Regions from separate parts of the Sus scrofa genome. Here region 1 is linked to region 2. The links are chromatin contacts, called in public Hi-C maps. All regions are on one chromosome and are shown on one strand. The core of a region is the stretch at or near the end of the contact, and the rest is flanking DNA. Distances in the headings are between cores, read along the strand shown. Region 1 overlaps RREB1 (ras-responsive element-binding protein 1). Region 2 holds the start of RREB1 (ras-responsive element-binding protein 1).

What was found. A called contact is a pair of places that touch in the nucleus more often than the background predicts.
Region 1: a contact with region 2 is called in a Hi-C map of liver, with 6 times the contacts expected there. The contact joins the enhancer-like site here to the promoter of RREB1 in region 2. A contact is called at or near these places in 5 of 47 Hi-C or Micro-C datasets (heart right ventricle, liver and skeletal muscle) and 2 of 2 datasets of contacts at active chromatin or transcription factors (alveolar macrophages and skeletal muscle).

The regions. Positions count from the first base shown.
Region 1 is chr7:4,589,703-4,595,073 of Sscrofa11.1, reverse strand. The region is part of intron 6 of RREB1 (ras-responsive element-binding protein 1); the gene reads right to left. Among named protein-coding and RNA genes, the nearest start is that of RREB1, 80 kb to the right of the region's middle. Within about 2 kb of position 2,578, at least 17 of the 83 cell types and tissues checked have an H3K27ac peak or open chromatin away from gene starts, as enhancers often do. A contact at or near this core is called in liver and skeletal muscle, where this site is marked.
Region 2 is chr7:4,510,875-4,516,421 of Sscrofa11.1, reverse strand. It overlaps RREB1 (ras-responsive element-binding protein 1), which reads right to left and starts at 4,136. Exons shown (of 16, transcript XM_005665552.3): 1 at 3,848-4,136.

The sequences.
Region 1 (5,371 bases), core at 1,329-3,828, 80 kb before region 2:
TATTATATAATCATTATTCCCTTCTTTTTCTTTTCTTTTTTTTTCTTTTGTCTTTTTAGAGCCTCACAAGAGGCATATGGAAGTTCCCGGGCCAGGGGTCAAATCAGAGCTACAGCTGCCAGCCTACACCACAGCAACGCCAGAGCCAAGCTGTGTCTGCGACCTACACCACAGCTCACGGCAGCGCCAGGTCCTTAACCCACTGAGTGAGGCCCAGGGTGGAATCTGTATCCTCATGGATGCTAGTCGGGTTTGTTACCCCTGTGCCACGATGGGAACTCCCTCTTCTTTTTTATAGCAGTATCTCAAAGGAAACAAAGCGTTTATCTAGTCCTGGGTAGTGTGACCCTCAGACTTCTTTCCTAAAATAAATTCTCTGCGTTCAATCTGACCTAAGACCTTCCTTCCCTCCAAGGAGTACGCCAGGCACCAAGCACCTGCTGCGCGACTCGTTTCAAGACGGGCGGGCCCAGGCCTCTGCATCTTCCCCTCCGCTCTTGAGGAGTAGCAGGTGCAAAGCTAGTTGCGGGGTGCCCTCCGAAACTCGATTATGACCGTGACAGATTTTCACAGGGCCCTTCCTCTTGCTGGGCTTGGAGGGTAAAGAAGTGACACTGCCCTACCTCTGCTCCTTCAGCCCTTTAATGCTGGCCACCTGTTCAGATGCCCAAGTTCGGCAGTACACGCCAAGGGCTGGCTGCGTCTAAGCATCTGAGAGTTGTGTGCTAAATTCAGAGCCTCTGTGGTCTCGTCTGTCACGGAGCAGGTCACATTTCTGAGCAGCGCATGCTTTCTTCCCGCATAACAGGAGCACATAAGCCTCTGCTCCTGAAGACTGCCCACTCTCCGGCGGCATCCGCAGGGCCTGCACCTGCTGTGCTCGGGGGCAGATAAAGGCAGGCCCACTGCGGGGGGAGCAAGACAAGCAGGAACCCCCTGCCTCCCCTGCACCTCTGACACCCACACCTGGACGGTTACACACCCCTGCTCTCTGGAGGGTGTGCCGGCGCCCGAGGGGACCTCTTCCGAGGATGGAGGAGTGAGTTAGAAAAGCCTGCTCTGGCTCCTGCCAGGGTCTCTCTCCTGCGTGTCCCTAACATGATATGCGCCCCACGACCCCCTGCACAGCTCCAAAGTCCACAGTTCCTAAGATGAGGAGCAAAATGGATGTTAATTCCCTATTTTATAATTACGATTTTCCAAAGAAAAAGACCCATTTCAGAGATTGGATTCTTTCCAAATGAGATCCCTTTCAATCCTTTCAAGTATCATCACTTCTTCACAGCTCTGCCGTCTGGCACTTTCTGGAAAGTTGTGCAAACTGCAAAGCTCAGTGCCCTTTTTCCTACACTGCACGCTCCCAGAGGGCGGGCCCTGGCTCAGTTTCCCAGGTTTGTTTTGGAAGACAAGCACGGCTCAATCCAAACTTTCAACATGGGAGCAGACTGATAAGGAGTTCTGGGAAGTTAAAAGCCGGAGCCACGGGGATGTTTCCATGATACGTGTTTTGCACTGTGATGGCAGCCTATTATTCTGCTCAGGAACTAGGCTATTTAGAAAGGTTTGGGATAAAGGATTTTCAAACCTCAAAAACATGAGAATCTGCAGACAGGGATGTGGCAACTTGAAAAACTATACCGGATATGATACTAAATTGAGACGGTCTCTCCTCCAAACTTTTTCAAAATAAGCTGGAACTGGCATCACTCTAAGTCTCCCTATTTACCAAATATACAATTCCTTTTTATTTTTTTACATTTGTAAAGTTTTGGTGGCATTTTATTTACTGATTTACAAAGTGGTGATAATTTCTGCTGCACAACAAAGTGATTCTGTTACACTTTACACTTGCTTGCATGTATTTATTCATTTATTTATTTTTGTCTTCTTAGGCCTGCACGTGTGGCATGTGGAAGTTCCAGGGCTAGGGGTCAAACTGGAGCCGTAGCTGCTGGCCTACACCAAAGCCACAGTAACTTGGGATCCAAGCCTTGCCTAAAACCTACACAACGGCTCATGGCAACGCCGGATCCCTAACCCACTGAGCGAGGCCAGGGATGGAGTCCATGTACCCATGGATCCTAGTCAGGTTTCGTTCATCGCTGAGCCAGGATGGCAACTCCCCACACTTGCCTTCGAACGAAGTTTTAAACTCTGTGTGCAGTGTAGGTAATGGGCTTATTAATGCTACACTGCAACTATCAACGTGACCACACGTAATTTGATCTGCTACCTGATTCTGTGAAATGTTTTTTTTTTAAATAAATATGACGGTTCTACTGGTTGACGGTCCTCTCATAAAACGACAGTGAAGGAAACACTACAGAAGGACTGATTAGCCTCATAAACAAAGACAACAAATGAACTCTCATAAAATGACTCGTGGCCAAAGGAGAGAGAGTTGCTTTATAAAGTGGGTAGCTGCAACGAGTATCTCCTCATCAGCTAGGAATAACTGGAAATGGAGAAGGATGCAGCTCTCGAGGTCCACACTGTGAGATGCATAGTGAAGCCCTCTAGGGGTTAAAGCAACCAAAATCTGGGGTGGAGTCCAGATCTGCCTCCTCCAGCACGCCGCTGGGCAGTAAACACGGGCAAGGCGGGGCTCAGCCAGGAAACTTGAGTGCGTGCACACATACGCAGGCACACGGCACTTGGGCTCGTGTAGATGACCTTGAGAACGGGGTGAGCCGGGGGCTGAGGGCAGGGGCACTGGACCAGCCTTGTGCGATTAGGCCTCGGAGAACCCGACCTACAAGTCCACACTACAGGGACTCACATCACAGAGGGGTCCTGCAGCCCTGAGGGGAGGGACTGACACTCAGCACAGAGTCCTGTCACAGGTAAGGGGGCCCAGGGCAGGTGACAGTGAAGGCAGAACAGGGCCCTAGGGGTAGGTGCCCAGCCCTGGCCATCGGCTCCCGGCTCAAGAGTCCCAGCTGCTGCCACAGATCTTGAAAGCAGCAGCAGCAGCAGCAGAAGGAAAATGAGACACAGAACTTCTTGGTTTTGAGCAGCAAACACACAGTCCACTGACTTCCTTTCACGCCTAGAAAAATCAAACAAGGATGCAGCTACTCCAGACTCGGGCCCTCACTCTTCTTTTTAATTCCTGCACACACATCCCAGCGGGGCTCTGGCCCCTGATTAATGTAACACAGGTATTTGCTCAGGAGAGATCACAGCTCACCACTGGAGTATCAGATTCTGGAACAGATCCACCAGGACAAATAAATCTAACTCTACTCTCTCTGGCACATTTTTGTAAGTGTTTTCACATTTTTATACACATTTCTTTCCAAAAGCACAGTTTCACCAACAAGGGAAGGTGGTGCTGATTGCGACTGAGGACTGAAAACCAAGTGCTCTTTTAACGCATTGTTTGCGATTTTCTACAGAGAAGATGAAATAAAGGCAGTGTGATCAACTCAAATATTCTAAATAAAGTTTTGATGTTTAAATTACCAGTTTAATCTAGGAAAGAACAAAGGGAAAAATAACTTCTTCATTCATTTTCTGGCATTATATGACTGTTCAGCCGTTACACCTTCCCTCAGTGGCACAAAGAACAACGACATTAATGACCATTTATTTAAATTTATTTCTAAGTCCTAGTTAACTAACCATTATCTTATGTGCTTGGCATGTGTTAAATCATGAATCCCCTGCAATGTTCCAATTGGCACAGTAGCACCGCCTTCTACAGATGAAGTGACCAAGACACAGGGAGGTCAATGAACCTGCCAGGGTCACACAGCTCGGAGTGCTCACCTCTCGAAGGTGATCACAGGGGTGCCTTCAGCTCTGAAAGCACCAACTCAGAAAGACCCCCGACCCAGCACACTTCCATGGTACCCTACAAGCCTTCAAAATGCTCCCACAAACACTCACTGCGTTTGAGCACAAGTTCTGAATGAGGTTTTGCTATGCCCTGTTGGTAAAGCAGAGAAAACTGGAGATTTCCGAAAAGTTCTACAGAACTGGGACTAGAACTCGGCCCCCCAACGATTAGCCCCCTCCTTCAAATCAAGATGACTCACAATAAATGAAATCAGCACAAAATCCAAAATTAGCACAAATGAACACCCTAAGGCCTGCTTTAACAATACTTGTAGGAGCTCCCATTGTGGCTCAGCAGGTTTAGAACCCAACCAGTATGTGTGAGGGCACGAGGACGTGGGTTCGATCCCTGGCCTCACTCAGTGGGTTGGTTAAGTATGTGGTGCTGCAAGCTACAGTGTATGTAGGCTGGCAGCTGCAGCTCCAATTTGACCCCTAGCCTAGGAACTTTAAGGGCTTCAGGTGCGGCCCTTAAAAAACAAACTTGTCAACAGCAATTTACCAAAAACTCCAATATGCACTGTTCATAAATGAGAAACATATCTTAGGGTACTATCAAGAGTTGTGCTATAAAAAATTCAAGGTCATTTCTGTTTATCCATGACCACACTCAGCAGACCCACGGGCAGCGCGGCTGAGAACGGCTACCTGTGAACATCACACTCTACAGTGACACGCAACTGTTTCGAAAGACGGCAGAGCTGAAAGAGTGCTTTTTTCTAATATGCAAAGTGACAAAAAGCTACATCAATTATTTTTCATGGCCTCTAAGCTTAAGTTCAAACCTCGGCACCGACTTTGATCCTAAGCAAGTTTCCTCTTCTGTGAAAAGGGATGATAACTGAATAAACCTTACAGGTAGAACACACAAAGATCAATGCAGATCGATGAGGAAACAGAAGACTTGAACAATATGTAAATCAGCTGAAGTGACAGTACATCAAGGGTACACTCCACACAACAAAAACAGTATGTACATTTTTCTCAAACAGACATGGGACATTCTCTAGTTCAGACCACATGCTAGGCCATAAAACCAGCCTCAATGAATTTAAAAGAACGGAAATCATAGAAAGTACGTCCTCCAACTACAGTGGAATCAAATCAGAAGTTAATAATAGCAAAAAGTTTGGCAACTTGCAAATATGTGGAAGTTGAACATATTCCTAAATAACCAAAGAAGAAATCACAGAGAAATTAGAAACTACTTCGAGATGAATAAAAAAGAAAACACAACGTACACAAATTTATGGGATGGGATGAAAGCAATGCTTAAAGGGAAACATACAGCTATAAATGCCGGTATCAAAAAAGTTCTCAATTAAACAGTCTAATCTTCTACCTTAAAACACTGGAAAGAGGAGCACAAACTAAACTTAAAGTAAGCAGAAGAAGGGAAATAATTGTGTTTAGAGTGGAAAACTCATGAAGCGGAGAAGAAAAGGAGCAGAGGAATATCACAATCGAAAAGTTCTTTGAAAAAAAAAACAATAAAACTGACTAAATGTCTAGCTAGACTGAGTAAGGAATA
Region 2 (5,547 bases), core at 2,887-5,386:
AGCTATAGCTCCGATTGGACCCTTAGCCTGGGAATTCCATATACCACAGGTGTGGCCCTAAAAAGCAAAAAAAAAAAAAAAAAAAAAAAAAAAACACAACAGAAGAGAGGTTATTTCAATATGATAACAAAAACAAAACAAACTTAACATCCTGTTTTCCTAGGTCAAAGGCCATGGAAGATTCAGAAATTAATTAAATCTAGTTAAACAATGTAAAACAGGAGAGACTCCCTTTCAAAAATGCTTTGGTTAATTTTAGCATCCTTCTGTTTAGCTGCTTAGCAACCCTTATCCTATGACCTTTTAAGCACCACCTACTTTTCAGAAGGATAATGAATAGAAGCATCAAAAGCGTGCACCTCTGACTATGTCCAGCGAGCACGTTTAACCAATTTTTGTAGGACTTAAATTTATATTAATTACGTCACATAAAACCTCCAAAGGGTGGAATTTTTCTTCATTAACCAGAACACTTCCTTTGCTGAAAAAGGGTACATGATGTTAACAACGGAGCATAAGACAGGCAGCAAAAAAAGTTCCAAACTGATCTCAGGAAGTGGACCAGCACAGCAGTTCAAAACTGAGGAGGAGAAATGCAAGCCACAAAATGGCAACTATCTAAGAGGGCCGGGGACAGACAACTGGTAACCAATCAACAACTGTTGTTGGGATGCAGCCTAAGCAGCTTTGCTGTCCTCCTCCCACATTCTGTACCTATGCTGGCTGCAAATGAGACATCAGGAGGCTGCCTGAAAAAATCGGTAATAAAAGACCCTTCCATCAAAAGGTCATTGTTTGATGACGTCAATAGTTAGGAATGGATGCACCACCTGTGCCGGCTGAGTCAGACCCACCTTCCCCACCACACAACAAACACCTGTCTGCCATGAGGGCTGAGGCTCTGAATTTCTCAAGAGACAGAAAACGGCATCGAGAAAAACCCAGAGAATGCTATGCCACAAAGCTGTGAATGGCAGCAGCATTTCTCGACAGTCTCACATAACCAGCAAATCTGAACATCCTAACAAACACACAACCTGTTGAGCACTATTTTTAAGAATGATAAAACAGGGCAAGTTCATTAACAACCTAAAATGGACCACAAGGTAAACAATAACTAAATCAAAGGGCTCTCCCTTTCTTTTGTAAAAGGGGTTGGGGGGGGGTGGGAAGGAAGGTGTTTTTTTCACACATTTTAAAACTTGATAAAAGCCATTCAAATGTTTAATTCATCAGTGTAACCAAAGCTCAAAACACATCAAAGCAGGATCCATCACCGGGTACCCAGGAGCTCCCTCCAAAGGGCAAAGGTAAAAGAAAAGAAAAGAAAAAAAAAAAAAAAAACAAACACTAAAATTAGTGATTCACCTTTGCATAAATTACTTTAAGAATAATTTGAACCCATTCCTTCAAAAGTTCTGTGTGACTCTTGAAGAAAGAAAATACCTAAACGTTTAAAAACAAGAAAGCAAGAGAGAAAAAGAGAAGTTTCAGCCTCTAACTTAAGACTTCCGGGTTACATTACGTCTTAGAACCATACCTGCCTAACTCGAAAAGCATTAGATCTAGAGGATGCTTTTAAGGGCGATGAGGAGAAGAAGGAAAAACCCCCGAAAAACTCAGAAACAAAACAAAAACCATTCTTTTCTTTGCAGTTCCCTTTTCTCCACTTTCCACATCAATTAAACTTATTTCAGAATACACTCGCACGCAGGCACAGACCCCACTGAATATCTAAAACGACCTCAAAAATACGGGATGCACATTAACAGCTCAGACTTTGCAGAAATCATCTCAAGTCTTCCTCTTCAAGACAGAAATACCGCGCTATTTCCAGCATCCCTATCAAACAGGCAAACTTTATTTTCCCTGGCTTTTACATCTAAACTCTACCACAAGAAGGAAGGGGAATTTTTCTGCTGATGAAAACCCTGGGACAGGTTTCTCAGCATACCCCGAAAGTATATTTTTTTATTCACCCTTCTGTCTCTCTCCGCCACCATTAACCCCCCGAAAGAAGCCGAAAACACGCCAAAGTGCCCCGAATGTGTGCTGCTGCTGGCTCTGAAGCCGTGTAGAATTTCGTAATGGAATGTGAACTGCTCGTCCGGATCTGGGCTCACGTTCTATCTTCTAACCAGTAAGGAGCGAGGGAGGGCAAAATCTGCTGAGCAAGGAGAAATACTTTCCTCCTCTTTTATAACCCATCACGGATGCACCGCGGACGCTGGACGCGAGCTGCACGCGGCGCCTGTCAACCCGCCCGTCCTCCGGCCGGTCCCCGCGCCCCTCCTCGCCCCCCCCACCCGACCCCGCCGGAAAAAGAAGTGGCCCCGCCGAGAAGAGGGCTCGGCCGCCGCGCCCCGCACTCACGCGCCTCCCGGGCCCCGCGGGCGGCGGGGAGCGAGTCCCCACATCCTGGACGCGACCCTCGGTCCCGTCCAGAAAACACGCCGCTTCCAGGGAGGGGGCCGGCGACGGGAAGGACCTCCCCTGCTCCTTAGCAACCATTAAGGTCGCAGTTTCCTAAGAGACCGCGAGCAAGGAGGGGGCGCGGGGGGCCGGGCCGAGACCGGGGTTGGGGGGGGCGCACGGGGTCCCCAGCCCTCGACACTGCCGCCCCCCGCCCCTGCTCGGCGCTGCCGGCCGGGATGGGAGGAGGCAGGGAAGCCCCACAACTTGCGAAAAATTGGTCCAGCGGGCGGCGGACAAAAGTTTCCGAGCGCGCTCCACAGCTGGGCGGCGAAGCGGGCCCCGGCGGCCGGCCCCGCCTCGGATGCTCCCGGCCTCCTTCCTGTGCTCGTGACGGCGCCGGGCGCCGAGGTCCCCCCCCCCCTCCCGCGATGCAGGCTCCGCTCCACACCGATAGCTCCCACGAAAACACGTACACCGTCAACGGAAGGGCAAGGAAACAATACGCGCGGACGCGGCCCCCGCCCCGGCCCCTCCTCGCCCGGTCACCCGGGGGCGGTGGTCGGCGTGACCACCAGCCACGAGCTGGGAACGGCCAGGGCGCAGGGCTGCCCGCGGCCCCCCTCCGGGCCGGCGCCGTCCGCCGGGGAGGATCAAAGTCCGCAGAGCAGGGCGCGGCGGATGCTCCCACCGCGCGGCCCCTGCGAGCACCCCCGAGCCAGCACCCCAGGCGGGCACCCCGAGCGGGCACCCCCGGATACCTTGCGGCGGCGGGCGGGCGCCGTCATCTCCGTGCTCCTCGGCCCGAGAGGGACTCGAAAGTATGTAGGAGAAAAGTTTCCCCTCCCACATGGGGGGGAGGATGTCGGGGGAGAGAGGGCGGAAGATGGAGAGCAGCGCTGGGAAGATGTTTCTGGCCCGCGGTGCGCGCACCATCCGAGTCCCGGCGGTGCTGGTTAAAAATAAATTGCTCGGCGGGCGCGGCGGCGCGGGTCGGGCCGGATTCCTGCGCTCGGACGGCTAATATGGATGCGCATCAGATCCTGGCGGCGCGGCGCAGCGGCAGCCCAGGCTGCTCGCTCTGGGAGCTGGTTGGCAGAGCCGGCAGCTCGGGAAGGGGAAAAGGAGCGGAGGAAGGGGAGGAGGAGGAGGAGGAGGGGGAGGAGGAGGAGGAGGAGCGGCCCGGCGCGCAGCCCGAGGGGAGAGGGCTGCCCAGCTCATCCCGGGCCGGCCCCACTGTCCCGAGCGCACGTAGCGCGGCGTGGGGCGCTCGGGTCCACGGCTCCGGGAAACGCTGAGTTTAAAAAGTACAACGCGCACTGCAGACTTCACCCTCCCCATCCCCAAAAGTTCTTTAAAAGGTCGCTCCCGCTCAGCCCCAGACATCTCGCTGCCACCCAAGGACCGCGAGCCCGAACCCGGGGCGCGTACTCACGGCGGGGCAGGGCGCTTGGCTCCCAGGCATGATGCAGTAGGGACCGGTGGGCTTCGGGGAGAGAACGAGGAGAGATGCAAACTTGTTCCGGAAAAGGAATCAAAATGGCGTTTCTGGATGTGCAAAGTTCATCAACTCCGCAGTCACTTCCCCTCCTCCTCTTCTCCCACAGGGAGGGAGGTGGGCGACGAGCTGGCGACCCCGGCGCCCCAGTCGTCGTCCCGGCCCCCGCCTCGGCCCCCCGCCCCGCTTCCTCGCCCGCACGCTCGGAGACTCGCTCTCCCCCTCTCACCCTGATAAGTAGACACATCACGTGTTGCTCCTGCGAGTCTCCTGGGGACGTGTTACAGAGCGGCGGCGGCCGCGGCGGCGGCGTTCGGCCTGGGGGTGGGGGGGGACCGCGGTACCCGCCGGTCCCCACCGCAGCCCCCGCCCCGATTTTAGCCGGATGACCGCCGTTTCCATCCCGGGATGGATGGAGGTGCAGTCCCCCACCCCACCCCCACCGCAGCCCCAGGTTTGCCCCACGCCCTCCGCAGGCGCCCCGGGCCAGGGAGGGCCGAGCCGCCGGGGGGTGGGGGGGAGGTCTCGGCGGCCACAGCTGAGCGGGATCCCGACCCGCCCAGCGACCGCCCGCCTGCTACGGTCTTGGACCACCGCGCCCCCCTCCCCTCTAGGCCCTCACTGCGGGCGACTCTCCGCCCCCCGGCTTTCCATCACTTTACTTCGTGGCTGTTTCACTATTTTAACCAAGGAGGGGGAAAGGCAGTGGTGCCTGGGAGGCGCGGAAGGGGCGCCTCGGAGGCCGGGAGGGGGTGCATTGGGGGTGGGGGGGTCCTGGCCGGGCGCCGCCCCTCTTCCTCTCGGAAGCCGATGGGTCGGTGATCCCCACCCGCGCGGTTCCCGCTCCACGCGGTCCTGGCCCTGCATCCAGGTGGGACGAGTAGATTGATGGGGCAGCAGATTAAGGAACTGGCGCTTCACCCCGCCCCCAACTTCGGGCCGTTTCTCTCCCGGGGCCCGGTCCTTCTAGCTCTGGGGCTGCTGCCCGGGGAAGCGTGTTCTCAGTACAGCAAATTCAGTACTCGCTCGGCTTTTGTCACCTTCCCGTCCCCACACTCCACAAGTGATGCTTAAGCGGAGGCTACGTTGCCCCCAAGGGGCCGCCACTGTGTCCCCACCCCACAATGGCAGGGCTGATGCTGTGTCATCCACGTCGCCCTCCGGGGCATCAGGGAAGCCACATGCAATATCTCTTTCTCTCAGAGGGCTCCTGTTTCAACTCTGAAAAGCAGGGGCCCTCCTCCGAGCTGCTCTCCATCTCCGCGGCTCCAGCCACCACGCTGAGCCCTGGCCGGGGCGGCCCAAGTTATCACCGAGCGCAGAGACACCAGGCCTGGGCTGTGCTTCCTCCATAAAGCAGCTGACATGTTTCCAACTGTTAATACTTTTCCTACCGAGCTTCTGAAAGGGGCCTGTTGTCAGCCTTTGGAACATCTTCTGACAGATAAGGGTGACTGTGGTTGTGCAAAACAAACGCCACACACTCCCCAAATTCTAAAGATGACTCTCAGCTCTGGCGGAGAAGACTGCTGCGGCAAGAGGCGTTTGAGACTTGTTAAACAGGACGGTGTTATACATACAGAGAGCTGGCTACTATCTATTTACTGTGACCTTTGACCCTGTTCCACGCCAGCTCC